2 separate regions of the Ovis aries genome follow, and region 2 is linked to region 1. A link is a contact called in public Hi-C data. All regions are on one chromosome and are shown on one strand. The core of a region is the stretch at or near the end of the contact, and the rest is flanking DNA. Distances in the headings are between cores, read along the strand shown. Region 1 has its middle 26 kb from the start of CST3. Region 2 holds the start of ACSS1 (acyl-CoA synthetase short chain family member 1).

What was found. A called contact is a pair of places that touch in the nucleus more often than the background predicts.
Region 2: a contact with region 1 is called in a Hi-C map of hypothalamus, with 7 times the contacts expected there. The contact joins the promoter of ACSS1 here to the enhancer-like site in region 1. A contact is called at or near these places in 11 of 16 Hi-C or Micro-C datasets (blood, hypothalamus, liver and 5 more).

The regions. Positions count from the first base shown.
Region 1 is chr13:41,774,476-41,780,006 of ARS-UI_Ramb_v3.0, forward strand. No RefSeq gene overlaps it. Among named protein-coding and RNA genes, the nearest start is that of CST3, 26 kb to the left of the region's middle. Within about 2 kb of position 2,661, at least 16 of the 54 cell types and tissues checked have an H3K27ac peak or open chromatin away from gene starts, as enhancers often do. A contact at or near this core is called in hypothalamus, where this site is marked.
Region 2 is chr13:42,226,605-42,232,135 of ARS-UI_Ramb_v3.0, forward strand. ACSS1 (acyl-CoA synthetase short chain family member 1) reads right to left here and starts at 3,476. Exons shown (of 13, transcript XM_042229650.1): 1 at 3,152-3,476. The coding sequence starts at 3,443.

The DNA of each region.
Region 1 (5,531 bases), core at 1,411-3,910:
CCAATACTCTTGCCTGGAAAATCCCATGGACAGAGAAGCCTGATAGGCTGCAGTCCATGGGGGAGCTAAGAGTTGGACATGACTGAGGGACTTCACTTTGACTTTTCACTTTCATGCATTGGAGAAGGAAATGGCAACCCACTCCAGTGTTCTTGCCTGGAGAATCCCAGGGATGGGGGAGCCTGGTGGGCTGCCGTCTATGGGGTCGCACAGAGTCGGACACAACTGAAGCAACTTAGCAGCAGCAGCAGCAGGATTCCCCTGATAGGTACGGTGTCCTTGACCACAGAGTCAGGGTGCAGAGGAAAAAGTGGAACCCAATAGTCAGGGGGTCTAAGTGCAGCCTGTGTCTACCCTTCCTCATCACACGATCTGGTCAAACTGCTCCAGCCCCAGTGGATTGGAAAGGAGACAGACAAGCAGAGTTGGGATGAGCCAGCTGGGAACCTCACCAGCCCTGTGTCTCCCCTGCACCAGGCTACACACCTTCTTCAAGTCTTCTGTGTTTTCTTACCTAAAAAAATAATTGTTTGGACTTCCCTGGTGGTCCAATGGCTAAGACTCTGCCCTCCCAATGCAGGGGGCCCAGGTTCGATCTCTGGTCAGGGGACTAGATCCCACATGCCATGACTAAAGATCCCACATGCTGCAGCTAAGACTCGGTGCAGCCAAATAAATAAATAAATATTGAAAAGAAACATTCAGTGACTGCCTGCCCTTGGCCTTTATTTCTCGGTATTTAGTTTTAGGTTTAAGGCGTTTCAGCGTGAGAGCTGGGGTTCCTCTCTTTACCTGGCCGATGTGCTGTCACAAAGCAATGTTGGGGCTTGCCTTGTTTTGGAGGGAGTAGTCCCTGGCAGTCACTTGCTGTGCTTTGCACACACCATTAGGATCACTTTATCCAGGATCCAAGAAGATAAGGACATCAGTCAGGAAGCATTTAAAGCTCTGTTTCCAGCCTTTAATGTAACCATCCTGATTACTTATTGTGGAATGTGAGTTGTTATGGGGGCCAGGAAAAGAAAAGCTCATAGATGACGCAATGTAGAATGTGGGCTGAATCATGTATAGTGTTTTGCACAGCAAAGGCCTCACATCTCAGGGTTTCCGTCATGGCTCAGTGGTAAAGAATCCACCTACAATGCAGGAGACATCGGTTTGACCCCTGGGTTGGTAAGATCCCTTGGAGGAGGGCACGGCAACCCGCTCTGGTATTCTTGCCTAGAGAATCCCATGGACAGAGAAGCCTGGTGGGCTACAGTTCACAGGGTCACAAAAAACTGGACAGGACTGAAGCGACTTAGCATGTACACAACCTCACAGCTCAGGGGTTTACAGCCACACGCTTCCTTGCAGGCTCTTGCGTTTGCAGCCTGAGGGGCTCATGTTTTCATGGTGTGGCCGAGCACAGGGGGCAGGAGCTGTTGGGTTCAGCCTCTTCTTATTGGGGCTTTGAGTCAGGCAGGAGGACCAGTCACATCACACATGCACCTGTCTCAGCCGCTCACATTCAGTTGGCCCAAAGGCAATGGCGTGGGGCTTATGTCTGCATTGTCTAGAGGGAGGGGCTTACTCTGGGCAGAGGGCGTGGATGTGTATTTCAGCCAGGGAGGCAACTGTCCATTAATCCTATTCACCCCCACTGCATCCTGGAGAAAGCCTTTCCCTAGAATGGGTGTGTCAGTGCACGCATGTTCCCAAGAAGCTATGACCTCACAGAAGCTGAACGTCTATTAATATTAACAGGCTGTTTTCCTCCCCACCCCCCTCTCTGCCTGACCCCAGCGGGTCTGGGAAGTCACAGCTCCTAAATGGGCCTCTCCAAGGTGGCAACTTCTCTCCCCAGGGCCCCAGCTTCCTTCTCTCAGAAATGGAGAGACTAAAGGGCATGGTCTAGGAAAGTCCCTGCAACCCTCAATTTTGTGATTCATTAATTACCAAGTTCTTCACCTAGCTTCCTGCTCTGCCCCCAGTCGACCCTGGGCCATGAAGCTCTGTGCTCTGGAAGTCAGCCACATCCCGGGTGTGAGTCTTGTGGCAAAAACCCAGGAGGACACAGAAGAACAGAGATGGGAGACAGCAAGCCCATCTCCATCCCCTGGCAGAGGGAGGTGCAGGATGGGGTGAGGCAGAAGCTGGGGACCCTCCCCTTCTCAGTCCCCTGCCCTGAACCTTCTCTGCGGTCACAGCCTTGCCCCCACCAGCCCCACCCCCGGCTCCACGGGAGACCATCATGGGTTTGGAAGCTGGCGGGACTTATCCCTCATCCCTAGCTGGTCCCAACCTTCTTCAGGCGGTGGCTTAGGAGCTGTGTATTTACCAAGGCGTTGGTTACAGGAACCGTGGCATGGAGGGAGTCTGGGGGCACTCAGGGCTTCATGGAGGGCGGCCAGGGAGGGTGGCCCTTCAGGGCTCAGAGAGAGGGAGGGTGCCTGGGGGGCACGCGGGAGGGGTGAGGCAACCCCACCCACAGTGACGAGGATGATCTGCTGAGACGCCAGAAAGAGGACCCTCCTTCTCCGGGAGCACCTCAGCGCAGGCTCAGGGCCTCGGCCACCTACCCCGTGAGTCCTGCTGACCCCTGAGCTGGCAGAGTCTGAGGTTCAGATCGCATCCGCCCCTGGACCACAGTGACCACTAGAGGGGGCCCTTCACCCGCCGATGAGTCATCCTTCCCCTTCTGCTTCTTATTCCAGCGTCACCGCATGCAGAACACTCTGAGGGTGTCTCCAGGGTGACTGAGGGTCCGACCTGGGGGAGAGCTTTGCAAGCTGATTTCCACCCCGCCCCCTGCCGCCCCGACCCCCCAAGATTGCTACCTTGGCTTCTGGAGACCCGCCTCCTGGGTTCTGCGCTCGCTGAGCCACCAGGATCTGGAAAGGTTGGTGGATTGTACTGAGCAGAGCAATTGCCAGTAGGGGGCAGCAGGCCCCCACCGTCCTGCTCTGCGGCCCGTGCAGACGTCTGCAGGGCAACCACCCCGAACAGACCAGGGGTCCTGCTCACGGGAGCAGGCCATGGTGAGTAAGTTGTCCTTCAAGTTTGGGTCCACATGGTCCACCGGCCAGAGTTGTGCGTCCTCTCTCTAGCCCTCCAGCCCTTCTGAGTCACTAGGGCGTTCCCCATCCTCCTCGTGGGTCATTTCTACCTGTACATGTATTTCTGCCTCATGTGGCCATGGGCTCCTGGAGAGCAGGCATTGAGTCTCCTTCCCTATGCAATTTGAATCTCAGAGGCCACTGAAATCATCACAAACAGAAAATAGCTGCTACTCGTACCACCACCACCCACCAACGGGGATCATGACGCTCAGCAATTCCCTTTAGCCTCACCAAAGCCATTCAGTAGGTAGTGGGACTCTTTCCACCTTATGGATGAGGAAGCCGAGGCACAGAGAGGTTAGAAGAGTATCTCAGGGTCACGCAGCTTGTGAACGGCAGAACCGGTATTTTTAGCCCACGGGTTCTGGATCCAAGGGGCTTCCCTTGTGGCTCAGTTGGTAAAGAATCCACCTGCAATGTGGGAGACCTGGGTTAGATCCCTGGGTTGGGAAGATGCCCTGGAGAAGGGAAAGGCTACCCACTCCAGTGTTCTGGCCTGGAGAAGTCCATAGACTATATAGTCCATGGGGTTGCAAAGAGTCAGACGAGACTGGGTAACTGTCACTTTTATGAATCCAAGTCCATGCTTGTGCTCTGAAGGGAGCTGTCTGCAGTCTCGAAGTCCTTTGGGTGTTTGACAGATTCTGGGCTTCCCATAGTGCGCCAGTGGTAAAGAACCCTCCTGCCCCTGCAGAAGACGTAAGAGACACGGGTTCAATCCCTGGGTCAGGAAGATCCCCTGGAGGAGGGCATGGCAACGCACTCCAGTATTCTTGCTTGGAGAATCCCATAGACAGAGGAGCCTGGCGGGCTACAGTTCACAGGGTCGCAAAGAGTCAGACAGGACTGAAGCCACTGAGCTCACATGCACACATGGGCCATAGCTAAGCTGCTTTCGAGCTGCAGCTCAGTGGGTGCTTCCCTTTGCAACTCCAGGGTGATAGACCCTTCCATGAATGTGTCTGGGCCCAGACCCTCCTTCTGCTGGGAGCTCCCTTCCCCTTAAGCTGCCTCACTGATGTCTCCCCACCTTTGGTGATTCAGCAGTTTTCCTTTTTTTGTGAAAGCGACCATCCAGGTTGGGCTGCCAAGAAGCAGATGAGTAACTGTAGGTGGTTTCTGGTGGGGGGGCAACCTCAGGAAAGATTGAAGTCAGGAGGAGAAGGGGGTGACAGAGGATGAGATGGTTGGATGGCATCACAGACTCAATGAACATGAATTTGAGTAAACCCCAGAAGATAGTAAAGGACAGGGAGGCCTGGTGTGCTGCAGTCCATGGGGTCATGGAGAGTCAGACATGATTTAGCAACTGAGCAACAATCCCAGGAAACATTTTTTGGGAGGGTGGGGAAGCGTCAGGGAAGAGGAGAGTGTGGACTGTCAGGAATTTCTGGGAGATGGTACTGAGGGGTCCCTCTGGGGTGTTAGTCTCCTGGTTAATCTCCTGGACACCAGCAGAGGCGAAGTATAGAGGAGGCTGGCAGCTGGGAGGTACGCAGGAGGCGCTAAGGCAGGAAGACCAAGGGTGAGTGGGCAGCGTCTGCCACCGCTGCATGGCACCCGTCCTTCCCCTACCTTCTGTGTGGGTTTAGTGCCCCCCGCTTGCTTGCCAGCACCCATCTTATCTCTGATTTCCATTTGCTCACTCAGCACTCATCTTCCATCAAGGCCAAAGGCTCGCGGAGGGCTGAAGACTCTTCTCCTTGATTAATATCTCCACCACCCGATCGTGTATCTAGTACAGACCTGTTATGACAGGCATGAAACATCCAGAAACTCAGAAACTGTAATTTATGGAGGAATGTGCTTGAATAATTAAAAGAGAGAAATGCTTTATAGAAGCTGCAAGAACAAAAAGCAAAATTGCTTTGTGCAATTTAAAAAATCACCCAGAAAAATTAAAATGCATAACAGGGAAGTGGAGGCGAAAGAAAAGGTAATGAGCAGACTGAAGGCCCAGAAGGAAAATAAGGTAAAAAATGAAAATGAATCACAGGTGGTGGGACACTTATTCTCTTTCTGGATAAACAAGGATTCAGGCCAGAGCTCAATGCAGCAAAAGGCTGCACCAGGTGGGGCTTGGACAGGCGGCCCTGTGGTTCTCCCGGTGAGCTTGGCTGAGCTGGAGGGAAAGTGTGAGCAGTCATCTGGGTGCTCTGTCCACATTGCCCTCAATCATCACACAGATGGGGTAGCATGCTTTTCTTTCTATTTAAGGAATTTTTAGAATCCTGAATAGCATCAGACCCCAAGCACGGGGTTTTGATGTCAATATTGACTGGGGATGGGGGATCGATGATCAGGGCAAAGTGGCTTTGAGGCCCTGCCCTGCCTTTGTGGCTGGGGATACCACCAGGGACATTTAGGTGGGCATCCCACTGGCTATTAGGGCTGCCCTCTGGATGCTCCTGCATCTTCCCACGAGAACCA
Region 2 (5,531 bases), core at 2,226-4,725, 450 kb after region 1:
GTCACCTGCCGCTGGTCAGAAGCCTAGCAGCTTCTGCCTTGGTCTCTGGGACCTCTGGTAGCCAACAGCCCTGGGTCTAGTCACCACCTTGTGAGAAGCTCCTTGTGGGTGCTCCAGGCCACAGCTCCAACTAAGCCCAGCCTGTAGGCCAGGCCGCAGACATGGGGGTGAGCAAGGTAGATGACTAGAGTCCCACAGGTGGGGAGCAGAGGCAAGCCACTCCAGTCAGGCCCTGTCCAAAGTCCTGACCCACGGAATCCGAGAGACTAAGAAAATGGCACGGATAGGAACTGGAACAGAATTTCAGTTACGCACTGTTCTCACATTACAAATGAGGAGACACACCAAAGAACATTCAGGGGAGGGCAGGGGGAGTAAATTGGGAGAGTGGGATTGACACAGACACACTACTATACATAAAATAGTGTAAACTAATAAGAACCTACTGTAAAGCACAGGGAATTATTCAGTACTCTGTAATGACCTATATGGGAACAGAATCTGAAAGAGTGGATATGTGTATATATATACTTGACTCACTTTGCTGTGTAGCTAACACAATTGTAAACCAACTATACTCCAAAAAAATGAATTTTAAAAAATTAAGCACTTGGCAAGACTTTAGATAGAAAGAAAAAAAAAGTGATCAGGGGAAAACAAGTATTCAAACTCAGGTATGATTCCAAAAACACACCCAGCACCACTGAAGTGTATGGTACCACCCACAGACTCTTTGTTTGTTTGAGAGAGACAGATTGGCATTCATCCCAATCCACCCATTAAGTGGTGCCCCACCTGCCCTGGTTGGACACAGGTCAGTGGTTCTCAACCTTAAGTGTGTATCAGGATCACCTGGAGGATCCACCCCCAGGTTCCTGGCTCTGGCCATCTAGGATGTTTCTACAAAGTTCACAGGTCTTGCCGATGCTGCTGGTCCAGGGACCACACTTTGAGAACTGTACATACAGACCTTCCTGAAGGAGCAAATGGAGTTTTAAGTGATGCTCCTTTGGAATAAGCCAACATCACATGACCATCACACAGACAGACAGAGCATGCCAAAACACACCCCCTTCCACCCCAGCCCACAACTTTCTAGTGGCTCCCAGGATAGCCATAACTTGGTCTGGTCCTTTTTCATATGATCACCTCTGATTTGCAGACACTGGCGACCATCAGAGATATTTCTGACAGATGAGTGCAACACATACACATTTGATGAGAGAATGTGGCTGAAATGCTGTTTTTCTACAAGGCAGTTTTCTGAAGTTCAGTTTCTGGCTAAGGTAACCATAAAGGAGAAATAAATGAAGAAAAAGAGGCCAAAGAGTGTCTTGCTGTACACCCTAACCCTGACCTTGAACCTGACCGAGTAGGGCTCACAAGGCCCTGGCTGCCCGTCGCACCGGATCTGTCATTACACCACCACCACCACTCCCCGCTTCTTATCTGAGAGTGAAAGGTGGCACGTGTTCACCTTGAATGTCCCTGGCAGCCTCAGGTCTCCCAAGTCCAAGGCAGCTTCTAAAGGAATTGCAACCTTCCACCCCTTCCCCCTGCACGCAGCTCTCTCGATCCAGGGTGCATTCCACCAACCCTGCAAACCTAAGGGTTTAGTTTTTCTCCCACTAGTCCAAGGACACTTTGTGCTGACTCAATTTTAGAGAAGACACTTATCTACTGAGTCATTTTTATTAAACCAGCAAAGCAATATACAATATAAAAAAAAAAAAAGTCTGGTCCAAAGTTCCTTTAAATATCTTTGCTTGAAAAATAACCGCAAGAAACTACCTGTAACTCTGGCTACTTCTAAATTTCACGAGTCAAAATCACTACCACTTATTGCTCACTAGTAAGTACTGGGCCTGTTCCATACCCTGTGTGCCTGGTCATCACAACCCAGCCCCTCAGGTGGGTATTGTGCCCTCTAGTCTACACAGGCAGAGAAGGCAATGGCCCCCACTCCAGTACTCTTGCCTGGAAAATCCCATGGACAGAGGAGCCTGGTAGGCTGCAGTCCATGGGGTCGCTAAGAGTCAGACACGACTGAGCGACTTCACTTTCACTTTTCACTTTCATGCATTGGAGAAGGAAATGGCAACCCACTCTAGTGTTCTTGCCTGGAGAATCCCAGGGATGGGGGAGCCTGGTGGGTTGCCGTCTATGGGGTCTCACAGGGTCAGACACGACTGAAGCAACTTAGCAGCAGCAGTCTACACAGGAGAATGCTGAAACTCAGAGGAACAGAAAAACTGGACCAGTAAAGAAGTGGAACCTGGACACTTAGACCCCACTGCCCAGTTCAGGCCTTGGTCAGGAAGACCTTTCCTTAAACAGCCCCTAGACTCCCATCTATCCCATTACCCACTTCCTCCTTGACAGGCAGCCCCTCTGACCGCCCCCGCATCTGGCTGCTCACACTCCAGGCCTAGCCTGCCTCCTTCTTCCCTTAGTTGCTGGGCCTTTTGCCCCTGGCGGGCAGGGGCATGGCTGGCAGTGTGAACCCCAGTCCCAAGTCTGGACAGAACCGTAGGGGATTCAATCTCCAGTAGGGGCCAGAGAGGTCAGACTGGCGATGGAGCTGGCTTCTGAGACCTCGGAAGACCGGCCCCCTGGGTCTTCGGGGTGAAGGTGAAACTGAGAGCGGGTAGGTCCCACTGCTGCTTCCTTCCCGCCCGCCCGCCCGCCCGCGGGCTGACTCCGGCTGCCGGGGCGGCTTCCTCCTCCCCGCCACCCGGCGAAGCCCCGTTTGTTTACATGGGCAGGGCTGCTCCCCAGGCGGGTCGCCGGCCGGCACCTGGCGGTAACAACGGCCAGAAGCTTTTCGGTTCTGTCGCCGGCCGGCCCCGGGGGCGGGAAGTCCTGCTCCTGGCGCGCCCCTTGCCTTCCACCCCCCGTGCGGCACGCTCGGTGTTAGGGCCGGTGGGGGCCACCGTTAGACTCGGGGCGGGGGGGGGGGGCGCCGGGGAGCGCGAGCCACGACCGAGGAGTCGGGGCCGGGCCGGCGGGGGGGGGGGGGGGGGGTGGCCGCGTCGCTTGCCGGGGAGCGATGCCGGAGCGCCGAGGAGGGAGCGTGTGGAGCCGCCGCACGCCGGGCTCGGGGTCCCCTGGGCGCGCGAGCTGGGGCGCCCCGGTCCCCAGGCCCACTCACCAGACACGTTTAACTGGCCTCCCAGGAACCAGCTGATCCTGCCGCTGCGGAAGTCGCAGTCGCTCACCGTGTGGTAGGGGGTGTCCCACACGAGAGCGTCCCGCGCCAGCGGCCCCCAGAAGGCGGCGGGCTCGCGAGCTGCCAGCTTGATTCGCTCTTGGTAGGAGCCGGGCGGCGCTGCGGGGGCGGAGGCGCTGCTCCAGAGCCGCGGGGCCGCCAGCGCCCGCACCCCCACCCCGCGGAGGCCCCCCAGTAGCCGCCCGACGCCGCGGCCCAAGCAGCGCGCCGCCATCGCGCCTCAGAGTCCCGCGCCTCAGAGCCCTGTGGCAACCGGGCGCCCGCGTGCCCGCGCCCCGCCCCGGCCCCGCCCCGCCCCAGGCCCCGCCCTCCTGCCAACGCCCCGGCCCTCGCCCAATCCCGCTCCCTCTCCCAGTCCTCGCGCGCTCGCGCCCCTCCCTGGCTCCGCCCCCGCCCCGCCCCTCCGGCCAGCGCCCCGGGCCCGCCCTCAGGCACCGCCCCCGCCCCGCCCCTCCCAATCCCTCAGCTTGCGCTCCAGAGCTGAGCGCCAAAGGAGGGGGAGCAGCTGGGGAAGGGGGGCCTCCCGGAGCGCAGGGTACGGGGTCCCGGGGCGGGCTGCCGGCGCTTGAACCGGTGCGTCCTCCAGCTCCGACGGCTACGCGGCGCGGGGAACCGCAAAGATGGGGAACCCGGGGACGCAGGCTCTTCCGAGTGCGGGAGCGATCACGGAGCCAGCGAACCACCAGTTAGGTCCATTCAGCATCTCAGAGGCCGAAGGCGTTCGTCTCTTCGTGCGCCCTGGAAAAGGAACACGCAGGTCTGCCTGCACCGGACCCCGGCCAAAATATACACACACAAGCAGCACCCCTGCTCCGTGGACTAAGTGGGGTCCTCTACCCAAGAGGCCGTGGGGGTACCCAGGGAGGTGGTCTAGGGTCCACCGCATTCCTGTGGCAACGAAGCAAACGCCCGGGGGTTTCGGCCTGCTGCTACAGCTTCTGTGTCCTGGGTTCAAAACCTGACGTTTCTAGCTCTCTGACCTCGGGTGAGTTCCTTAAAGGTCTCTGTGCCTACACCACCCCGGCTACTGAGCTCCCTGGGTGTCCCTCCCAGACTGCAAGTTTCAGACACCAACTCATTTATTCTTATGCAGCCCTGGGGAGGGGGAAACGCATGATATCTCTCTCCCCCAGCTGTACCCAGGAAGCCCGGGAATGGAGGCTATGTCCCAGTTATCAAGCCAGGAAAGATAGAAGGGAACCCACAGAAACTTGCCTCAGCCAGACTCGAATATCACAACACCCACAAACTAAACACATAATAAATAAGATAAACAGAAGGGAGAGGGGAATTTTGAAAGTTGGTTGGTTGAGTTCCAGCCCATTAGCTGTAAGAGGAACTTCTGCTGTCAGCCCCAGTGTGTGTGTGTGTGTGTGTGTGTGTGTGCCCCCTCTCCTGTGCGCCTGCGTGCACTTGCCTGCTTGCACATGGTGCCTGCTTTTTAAGGCTGCGGGTGCTGGGGTCCAATGAGAACAGTTAGCACTTACACATGGGCGCTGCTCTGTGCCAAGTGCTTGACCTGCATTTTTCTACTTAATTTAAAAGTTATCTGGTGCTATCAAGTCATGCCCACTCTCAGCTCCCAAGTGGAACATATGAGGACGCTGAGCCCTAAGAAATAAACACGTGCTGGGCAGCAACCCCACTCCCGCCTCAATTTCTGCTTCACCACTTGGCCTGAATCACTTTTTTCTTTTTTTAAGCCTCACCACACAGCATGCAGGATTTTAGTTCCCCAATCAGGGATTGAACCTGGGCCCTATGCAGTGAGAGCACAGATTCCTAACCACTGGACTGCCAGGAAATTCCCCGAATCACCATTTTTAATAGAATAAATAATAAAACTGAAATACAGAAAGACCGTAAGTGTGGCCGGGGGTCCCAAAGATGACTACAGATGCTGGAGCAGTGGGTGAAAACTCCCAGGCATTTGCTCTATAGATGAGAGGCTCCCCCTCAAGAGGAAGGATCTGTTCCCCACAAGTGGATAAGCAATGCTGCTCCGACTATCCCAGCCCAGGCCCTGAGAGGCCACAGAAGCAGGCCCTAGAGACCCCTGCAGAGAATGTTACCAAACTCAAGTCCACATAAGGCCAACCAACACCAAAACACCTGAGTCTGGAGCAGAGAAAGGTTTATTGCAGGGCCCTGCAAGGAGGGAGGAGGCTCATGCCTTAAAAACCCTAAACTCCCCAAAACTTTTCAGCAAAGCCCTTTTCTGGGAAAGGTAGAGGTGGGGTAGCTGTTGCAGACTTCATGTTGTCAGAACCTTTATTCTTGAGGACAGCTCATGGTCAAGTCA